Regions from separate parts of the Mus musculus genome. Here regions 1 and 3 are each linked to region 2. A link is a contact called in public Hi-C data. All regions are on one chromosome and are shown on one strand. Each heading gives the region's core, a stretch centred on a gene start, on an enhancer-like site or on the middle of the called end of the contact. The rest is flanking DNA. Distances are from core to core; before and after follow the strand shown. Region 1 overlaps Nhs (NHS actin remodeling regulator). Region 2 holds the start of Nhs (NHS actin remodeling regulator). Region 3 overlaps Nhs (NHS actin remodeling regulator).

What was found. Hi-C and Micro-C count contacts between places; a contact is called where the count stands out from the background.
Region 1: a Hi-C map of embryonic stem cells shows a contact between it and region 2, with 3 times the contacts expected there. The contact joins the enhancer-like site here to the promoter of Nhs in region 2. A contact is called at or near these places in 9 of 39 promoter capture datasets (3T3-L1-derived adipocytes, the HPC-7 cell line, HPC-7-derived erythroid cells and 5 more), 1 of 484 Hi-C or Micro-C datasets (embryonic stem cells), 6 of 115 datasets of contacts at active chromatin or transcription factors (SST interneurons, VIP interneurons, embryonic stem cells and 2 more) and 1 of 9 other capture datasets (adipose tissue).
Region 3: a contact with region 2 is called in a Hi-C map of olfactory sensory neurons, with 1.7 times the contacts expected there. The contact joins the enhancer-like site here to the promoter of Nhs in region 2. A contact is called at or near these places in 13 of 39 promoter capture datasets (the 3T3-L1 cell line, 3T3-L1-derived adipocytes, the HPC-7 cell line and 8 more), 9 of 484 Hi-C or Micro-C datasets (Sertoli cells, beige adipocytes, nephron progenitors and 3 more), 4 of 115 datasets of contacts at active chromatin or transcription factors (SST interneurons, embryonic stem cells, kidney and 1 more) and 1 of 9 other capture datasets (adipose tissue).

What each region holds. Positions count from the first base shown.
Region 1 is chrX:162,051,453-162,054,304 of GRCm38.p6, reverse strand. All of the region lies in intron 1 of Nhs (NHS actin remodeling regulator), which reads left to right. Among named protein-coding and RNA genes, the nearest start is that of Gm26317, 17 kb to the left of the region's middle. Within about 2 kb of position 1,559, at least 3 of the 459 cell types and tissues checked have an H3K27ac peak or open chromatin away from gene starts, as enhancers often do. A contact at or near this core is called in embryonic stem cells, where this site is marked.
Region 2 is chrX:162,158,017-162,161,041 of GRCm38.p6, reverse strand. It overlaps Nhs (NHS actin remodeling regulator), which reads left to right and starts at 1,601. Exons shown (of 9, transcript NM_001290526.1): 1 at 1,601-2,209. The coding sequence starts at 1,654.
Region 3 is chrX:162,077,803-162,080,771 of GRCm38.p6, reverse strand. All of the region lies in intron 1 of Nhs (NHS actin remodeling regulator), which reads left to right. Among named protein-coding and RNA genes, the nearest start is that of Gm26317, 9.8 kb to the right of the region's middle. Within about 2 kb of position 1,436, at least 1 of the 459 cell types and tissues checked has an H3K27ac peak or open chromatin away from gene starts, as enhancers often do. A contact at or near this core is called in olfactory sensory neurons, where this site is marked.

The sequences.
Region 1 (2,852 bases), core at 310-2,809, 110 kb after region 2:
AGCATGGGCTCAGGGCTTTTGGACTGTGGGCAGACAGTAGAGCTTGAGCTACAAATCCTGATTATAACAGTGCCTGTGTATAAGAAGGCTCCAAGCCATCAATCAGTTTTGGGAGCTTCAGGAAAACAGGTCTCAATCCCCCAATAATGTGCACATCCACAGCTCTGAACCTGACCTCATATTTGCTTCCTGCTGCCTTCCAGTGAGGGTGTTTGACCAATAGAAACTGCTGTCCTCGCAACCTGTTTGAAGAAATTTCCAAGCCAGCACAAATTCAGTCCATATATGCCTCTCCTCACCTGTCTTCTGCCAGCACCCCACCTGCCATTACCACATCCTTCCCCAGTCTGAGCTCCTCTTCTGTCAGCACCTCTTGCCTACACAACTGTCATTCAAGAGTTTCCACTACAGGCAGAGATTCCCGGCAGATAAAGCCCAAATGGTCCAAAAAGGACAGGCCGAGCAGAAAGTTACATTTTATTTGGCCTACTGCCCAACATTTCTTAACCCATTTCGTGACTTCTCCTTCACACCAGAGTCAGAGCGAGAGTCTGCAAACTTACAGATGCTTACCCCTTCTGCCCTCCGCCAAGTCTGAGTGTTTCAACCAGAATGACATTTGGGCCTGGAGACTGAAAAGATGTCCATTTTTTGAAGGGGAAAGGGACTGATTCCTTTCTGCCACTTCAGGCAGGGAAGTCCCTGTGGAGTATGTGGGGCCATGGTGCCAAGTGAGCTATCAGTCTGTATCATGAAACTCAGCTTAGAGTTTAGGAGTTAGAATTTGCATTCTTAACCCTTTCCCTGCTGTGAGCCTTGCTGGGACAGCCTGGTGAAATCTAACCTCTGCACATTCAGGGGCGACAATGTACATAATACATATCCAATTGCAGACGGCATACAGTTGTGAAAAAAAAGTGAATCTTCAGTATAGGAAAGCATATGCTTCAAAATAGCCCACTAATCATCAAGAAGATCTGCATGAAAGGTTAGTTATATTTCCAGAAGCTTGTGACAACTTCATCGAGATGAAAGTATCGGTGGTTTCTGTTGGTTGGTGACAGTGGAACGGGTTCTGCTCACCATGAATGTGCCATCATTTGTAGGTGAAGAAAATGCAGCAGTGTGTTTAAAGGGGAGCCCTTCTGGCATCTCCTGGAACTTTTTTAGAAATGCAACTTCAGGCTCCACCCTGGACAACTGCAGCAGAACATGCATTTAACCGAATTTTCAGGCAGTTCTCTAGGTACATCACAGTTTTGGGAGAACTGATTGGGCACTGATTAGGTGCAGACAAATACTAAATTGGAAGAGCTTCCCAATGGTCGCAAAGACCTCATCGATCAAGAGGGCCAGGCATGGCAGAGAAGCAGTCACTCCTGAGTTAGGTGCCTTAGGTTTGGAGCGTGTTTGCTCCTTTATTGGTTATGTGAGTCTCTGAATCCTCATCTGAAAAGTGAGGTAAATGAGACCTTTGCAGGGGTCACAGTGAGGCCAAAGACTAGGGCAGAGGAGGACAGGAAATGCTGGAAAACCTTACAAAATTAGCACATGAAAAAACCAATTGGGCAGAGAGCAAGGTTGGAAATTCCTCTTCCCCTCACCCACCCACCCACAGTCACAAGGATAAGGCTGCTGTAGGTGCAGAGGCACTCCAGAGTGTCTGATGGTGGTCAATGGTTCTCAGTAATGCTACAAGACATACCTCCAGAGTGGGCACTTAAGATGTATCATACATAGGACACATAAATTTATACATAGAACCATATGTAATAGAATCTGCATAAAAATGCCTATGCTTTGCATCCCAAAACTCTTAGTTATGTGACCCCAAATCCTGACTCTTTGTATAGCTGTGCTGTTTGACCTAGTGAACTCTTTCTTTGGTCCTCCAGTTTGGTTACCTACCCTAGAAGTATTCATTCTTCGCTCTCTCTCTCTCTCTCTCTCTCTCTCTCTCTCTCTCTCTCTCTCTCCCTCTCCCTCTCTCTCTCTCTCTCTCTCTCTCTGTGTGTGTGTGTGTGTGTGTGTGTGGTGACTGCACATGTATGGGTGAGTACACATGCCTGCATGTGACCATGAGGGGGTCAAAAGAAGGATGACAAGTATTTTTTTTCTATCTTCTATCATTTTTCCATCTTATTCCCTTCAGACAAAGTCTGTCTCTGAACTTAGAACTTGGGCTTTGACATTTTGGCTGTGGTGGATAGCCAGTGAGGCTCTGGGATCTACCTATCTCTGTCCCCCTCAGCACGGTGGGAACAGGTACAAACACACACACACACACACACTTCTATAACTATGTATCTCTGATCAGTTTCTTGTTTGGGGACACAAGAGCCTAGAACTCCTTTGAAGGTATCCTCTGAACCCCAGTATCAGCCATTTTGTACAGGAAGATGAAATGAGGTATTGGTTCATATTCAAAGTACAGAATCACTGACGAGTGACTGTGGTTAATTCCACAAAGGCCATCTTTCCAAAATATATGATGATAAAATGTAGCCATCTTTCAAGAGCTCTGATTGCCCCTGTTGTTTAATCAAAGCTTCAGAGAGCTCTTGGCACCGTTGTGAGGCATGGCCTTAGCTTTGGTGCACCTACTCTCTTGTTTTGGCATCCTTGCCTCTTGTCTAGAGTACCCCCTTTCTCACATAGAACACAGATTCTGTTGCTAAGGCCTTTCTCCAGGCAAAGCAATCAGTATCAACAACCACAAAGTAGTCCATTTCTGAGAAATTAGAGTCCATGCTTATAGAATAATAATAATAAAGAAAATCCCCCTCATGTACATGTCAGAAGTCTTATGGTTAAAGTTGAAAATCAAACTTTTTGTATGAGTGTGCCACTGA
Region 2 (3,025 bases), core at 352-2,851:
GCTGGGAGCACAGAGGACAGCCCATTGCATGTCTCGAGGACTTTATTGCTTCCATAAACTATATTTTTCCACGTTCGTTTTAAATACATGAAATGAAGACAACATTCCCAAGATTTGCTTGTGACCTTGAATTTTATTTATGTTATATATTTATTTCACAGTACACATAGTACACATTGTGGAAGGATGAAAACTTGTATTTTACTAACAGTCCCCAAAGTCTTTTTAGATTTTCGGCTGCCACCATGTAGCCTGCACACTACTGCATTTGAAAAATGTAGGCCTTTTAAGAAATTATACCTTTTAGTTAACCAAGGGGAAAACTTTCCATTCTTCTGTGAGTCATCCTCTCTCCCATGGGAAACTTTAAAAACCCAGTGTTGGATTAGCACAGTAGGGCGACAAGGAGGTAATCCGATTCACTTCACTCAATGTGCAATGAATTTTGCAAGTGACTTTCTGGGGTGGGAGGTTGCTCACTAGTAATTTGGGTCTCAGTCATGATGTTCTGTAGAAGGCAGCTCTCAAGGCAGACCAAAACAGGATGCCAGAAAAATGGTATAAACAGTCGTCTGGCCACTCTGGCCATGTGGGAATGCACCCATGCTGCGTCACCCTTCCCAGCTGTCTCTGTGAACGCGGCGCCTGGGGCACTTTAAGGAGCAGCCCAGATTTCCCCTCTAAGAACCCAAAGACTTGACAGAGCTAGAATTCTGAGACAACTTGCTCCAACACGAATCGACAGCATCCCCAATACTTTCCTTCCTCTTAGCTGGCTACCAGCATCTCCACTCTCAACTTGAGGACACCCCGCCCCCACCACGCTCATAGTCTCAATTCTAACCTCTGAGACGGGTTTGAGAAAGTGCCCGCGGTGGAACGCACCAGGCGCGGTCCAGCCACCAGTGACTCCCAGCGGCCGCACAGGGCGCTGCGCCCCTCTCGCCCTGGCCTCCCCCGCCCGGCGTCCGCCCTGCCGCCCCCGCGCCGCCTCCTGAGCCAGGGCTGGAGGCGGATTCCTCTGTCCGGGTTTTCAGAGCGCCTTTCCGAAATCTCCTCCCCGCCCAGAAAGAGAGAGAGATCCCAGGCGCAATCGCTCCCCGGAGCGGCCGAGGGGCGCGCGGGGAGAGGCCTGCGCCGGGGTACTTTCAAACTGAGGCGCGCGCACACACTCACACCCACCCACCCACCCACCCACCTAGACACACACGCGGACAAACACACACACACGCGATCACACACACATACACACTCACTCACTCACACACACATACACACACGCCCATTTATATAGGCGGCGGCAGTGGCCAGGGCGGCGGCAACGGGCTCAGGAGCGATGGAGCTGAGCCGGCTGACCCCGGTTGAAAGCAAGTGAGGAGGACCCAAGCACACTCCGAGATTTCCGTGCTCAGCGCTTGTCATCTTTCCTAGACAGCCGTGCTCCCGGAGGAGGACAGGTCAGACTAAGCTGTGAAGGAGAGGGTGGGCAAGAGGAGGAGGCCAGGTGAGCAGAGGAGCCCTCAGCGTCTCTGGACTGCCCGGATCGCTCCTTGCCGGACTCCTGCCCTCTCCTCGCTCAGGTGGGCGCGCCAGGTCTCTAGCTCACAAGGGTCGCTCAGAGGAGAAGGGAAAGTCGCGGCCCGGCTGCGCGGGATGCCTTTCGCCAAGCGGATCGTGGAGCCGCAGTGGCTTTGCCGGCAGCGGCGCCCGGCGCCCGGCCCAGATGAGGACACGAGTGGAGGCAGCGTTGAGCCGCCGCCGCCCCTGCAGCCGCCTGGCCGGCGGGAAGAGGCCGAGGCACCGGAGCCAGAAGAGCCTCCTCGTGTGCCCCCTGCGCCTCTCCCACTGCCACCTCTGCCGCCGTCTTTGCCGGCGCCGGCCGAGCAGGATCAGCAGCCACCCAGCGAAGCGCGGGAGGCCGGGGAGGAGAGCGTGGCGGGGGTCTCGGAGGCAGCATCGGCCCCAGGCGAGACGTCCGAGGCTTCAGCCGAGGCTGTGCTGCTCATGTTAGACCTGTGCGCGGTCAGCAACGCTGCGCTGGCCAGGGTCCTCCGGCAGCTCTCAGACGTAGCCCGGCACGCGTGCAGCCTCTTCCAGGAGCTCGAGAGCGACATCCAGCTTACTCACCGCCGTGTCTGGGCGCTGCAGGGCAAGCTCGGTAGCGTGCAGCGCGTCCTCAGCACGTTGGACCCCAAGCAGGAGGCAGTGCGTGAGTACCAGCGCCGTCCATCCTCTAGGGTGCTAGGCTCAGCGCCTCACCCTTTTACTGTCTCCACTCACCACAATCCCAGGCCCGAGGCGCCTAGCCTGCTGCAACTTGCACCTTACTCTTGCCTTTCTTCCCTTCTGCCCTGAGATCCACCCCAGTACTCCGGGTTGAGTAGCTGGGGTGGCCCCTGACCGATGCAGGCATGCAGGCATGGAGGGCAGAAAGTTAAAAGGACGGCTTCTGAACTCATAGACACCCTTGGCGTTCAGAATGGGCAGGTGGGGAGCATTTAGGGAGCCAGACAGGAGGTAGAGAAAGAAGGTCTGTCATTTACCACTGGGACAGACATGCCTTTCATGTCCTTGGGAAGAAGGAGGGGGTGCAACTCCTGTAGCTTCCAGGAGCCCACTACCGGGTTGCACTTTTGGGGGGGTCTTAAAAGTAGTAGGTGTCCTTTTAAGATGTCTGTGGGAGACAAGGTGCTTTGTCACACTTGCTGTGGCCTCGGGTGCCCGGGTCTCGTGCCTTTGGAAGGTGTGTGACCTAGTCCAGCATCATTGGCTGGCTGCCTAGAATGAACTCCACTGTGCTCTATGGAGAACCCTGGGAACAGGAAAGGCCTTGATGAGGGCCTGGAAGGAATGCCTGGACCTTGGGGAAGATAAGGGGATCCCCGAGTGTCTTTTCTGCCCTGGGTTAGTTACCTAGGGCTCTTAATGAATGCTCCTTTGGACTATCTGTCTTCTGAGCATCCCACAAACTCTTCTTCCTCCGTCTTAGTGCCTTGTTGCACAAATCCAGACTCAGGTGTGAGCC
Region 3 (2,969 bases), core at 187-2,686, 80 kb after region 2:
TATACTAAGTGAAGACAGAGGCTCCCATTTCTGAAGTACTCTTGCATTGAGGCCAAAGAAGGAAAATGAAGATGATGAGAAGAGATGTTTCTGTTGATTTCTAGGGTTAGTGCCAGCAGCCGCAGGCAAAGAATACCTTGGAAGATGCCAGCTAAGTGTTTCACGGGAAATAGCGCACTGTTGTGCACAGCTAGAACCATCATCTTGCCTGTCTCTTCCTATTGTCATCCTTTATGAGAAATTATAGAAAAAAAATACTAGAGCACCGTATCTCTGGCTCCCATATAGAGCAGAGTCTACTTTGAGATGAGAGCAAGCCAGGTTATGGTAGTAGTGTTCTGTGGCAAATGCTACAGAAGGGGAGAGCCCACAGCAGGAAAATGCCGACGTCTCTTATGATCCAGCTAGCAATACATGAACACTTGTATTGTTGGTTATTTTGTTTGTTTTGTTTTGTTTTGTTTTGTTTGTGACAGGTTTTCTTGGTGTGTAGCTATCCTGGAACTCAGTCTGTAGACCAGGCTGGCCTCAAAATCACAGAGGTCTTCCTGCCTCTGCTTCCCAAGGGCTGGGATTAAGGGCATGTACCACTGCTGCCCACTTGTATTATCTGCAAAATGCCTTCAATTCCTGGGAGAAAAGATGTAGAACAGAAAATGAGAGTTCTCAAGCAGAATGTGCTAGGAGGTCAGTGACACACATGTGCATCTTCCTTGGGGTGGGGAAAGCTGTTAAGGGGTCAAAAGGGACTCCTATGTCAGTTGGATGACTGCAGTTCATTGACTCCATTCATTAAATGGCTCTACTTGTGGACTGTAGTGCTTTGAGGTTGCTGAGCTTGACTAGAGATTAAGAGACTTTTGGATGATTTGAGAGAAAGTATGGTTGGTGCTGTGGGGTAAATACTTGATGAGTTTGGCTGCTTGGCTCATAAAACTCCTTGCAAATGTTCCCAAGCAACAGACATGAAAAGAATTAAAGGCACACTTTCGAGGTCTGGATTGTGATTTCTTTTCTTTTTCTTTTCTTTTCTTTTCTTTTCTTTTCTTTTCCTTTCCTTTCCTTTCCTTTTCCTTTTCCTTTTCCTTTTCCTTTTCCTTTTCCTTTTCCTTTTCCTTTCCTTTCCTTTCCTTTCCTTTTCTTTTCTTTTCTTTTCTTTTCTTTTCTTTTCTTTTCTTTTCTTTTCTTTTGTATGTGTGTCATATATGGGCAAGATGACAGCAGACTATATAAAGGGAAAGGACTGCCTCTTTGTGCCCTTGGATCAGGGCTGAGATAGGACTGGGGTTGGTCTTTGTCAATACTTGCAATGGTATTTGTAAAGAGAAAGAAAACATAAAATTGTACTTGGCTAATTTTTCAGATTGCTGGAGGAGAAGGTGGAAGAGGAGGTTGCATGCGCCTCAGCAGAAGCTGCTCTGCTGGGAAAACACAAATTCCCCATGCCCCAAATGGAGAGTGTTTTCTTTCTCTTGGAACAGACTGTTTTGGTTTTGTTTTCTGCATTTTTACATTTTTTTTATGTGCAGCAACTGCTGTTTGCCTTGTCTGATTTTTAAATCATCAGATTCATCACTGTGTGAGTCTCCTTTATCATGTATAATACTCACCATGCCTAGGCTGCTTCATACAGGTTTCCTGAGAGACTTTCAACTGTGCTGTATGCTTCCCTGGCTTCATCCTTCTGGCCCTCTGGAGATCGACATTCTGCAGGTCTTTTCTCTCCTCTATGGACTGTCCTCATTAGCTGACTACATTTGAATGTCTAGCATATGGTGATTAGCTCCTACACTGGGTGTTTAAGCTTGCCCTGCAGATTGATATACATCCATGTGTACGTGCCTCCCTCCAAATGCAAGCAGAGCACAGATGTGGTTATTGTGTGGGTAATCATATATTTGCTAGGAAACTAAATAAAGTTTTATCCTCCTGCCTTAGCAGGCATAATATTTACCTCCTTGACCTGGGTGGAGGCAAGAGAGGAGAAAGAGGAGAGTGGGGGAGGGAGAGGGAGAGAGAGAGAGGTGGGGGGGGGAGAGAGAGAGAGAAGCAGGGAGAGAGAGACAGAGAGACAGAGAGACAGAGAGACAGAGAGAGAGAGAAAAGCAGGCATGGGGCAGAAAGGAGAAACTAGAGTGTGGGAGATAGAGATGCCATATGGAAATGGTTGGAAAACAGATGGGGAAGTCTGGAAAAATCCAATTTGTTGTTCTCAGGTGTTTTAAGGAATGTCTCCATATGAGGGTGTTAGAAAGGATATTGGTGCACACAGTATAAGAATGAGATGATGAACGAGGCAACGTCCCAGGTAAGCTTTAAGTAATGAAATTGCATTAGTACCTGATCATTGGATGCAAAAGTTAGATATCTGTGTGTATTAGGCAGGGTCTGAGTGGAAGGAGTTGGCCAGAGTTGGGGCAGTCAAGTACCTCTTAGTGGAAAGAAAAAGCCTGAAAATAATCTTATTGTAATCCTGTCAGCAAGGAAATGGAAAGGGGGAACAGAAAGTTCCTTGCTAGATGGTTGACTAGCCCAGTTGCATCATGGAGCAACAGGCACTGGCAAGAGATCTCTTACCTATTGCCAGACCACTAACCTCCCTTTCTTTGTTATTACCTCAAGGTTTCTGTGTTTGAATTGGTTTTCTGTTTTATTTTGCTTGCTTTTGTTTTAATTTTTGGCACAGGGTCTCATGCTTTTGCTGTGGTTGGTTTGGAGCTCATTATATAAACCAGGCTCCCCTCTAAACCTCCGAGACCTGCCTGCCTCGGCCTCCCAACCCCAGAGTTAGTATTAAAGACAGAGGCCAGCTTCAAAGTGAGATCTTGCTACAGTCCAGAAACACAGACCTTCCTGCCCTGGCCAACACATACATCCAACCTTTATGCTAATGGCTATACCTTTAGAGGTGATGGAAGCCTGTTTCATGTGTTTGATTTATTGATTTAAAAAACCCCTCTATGTTCTGA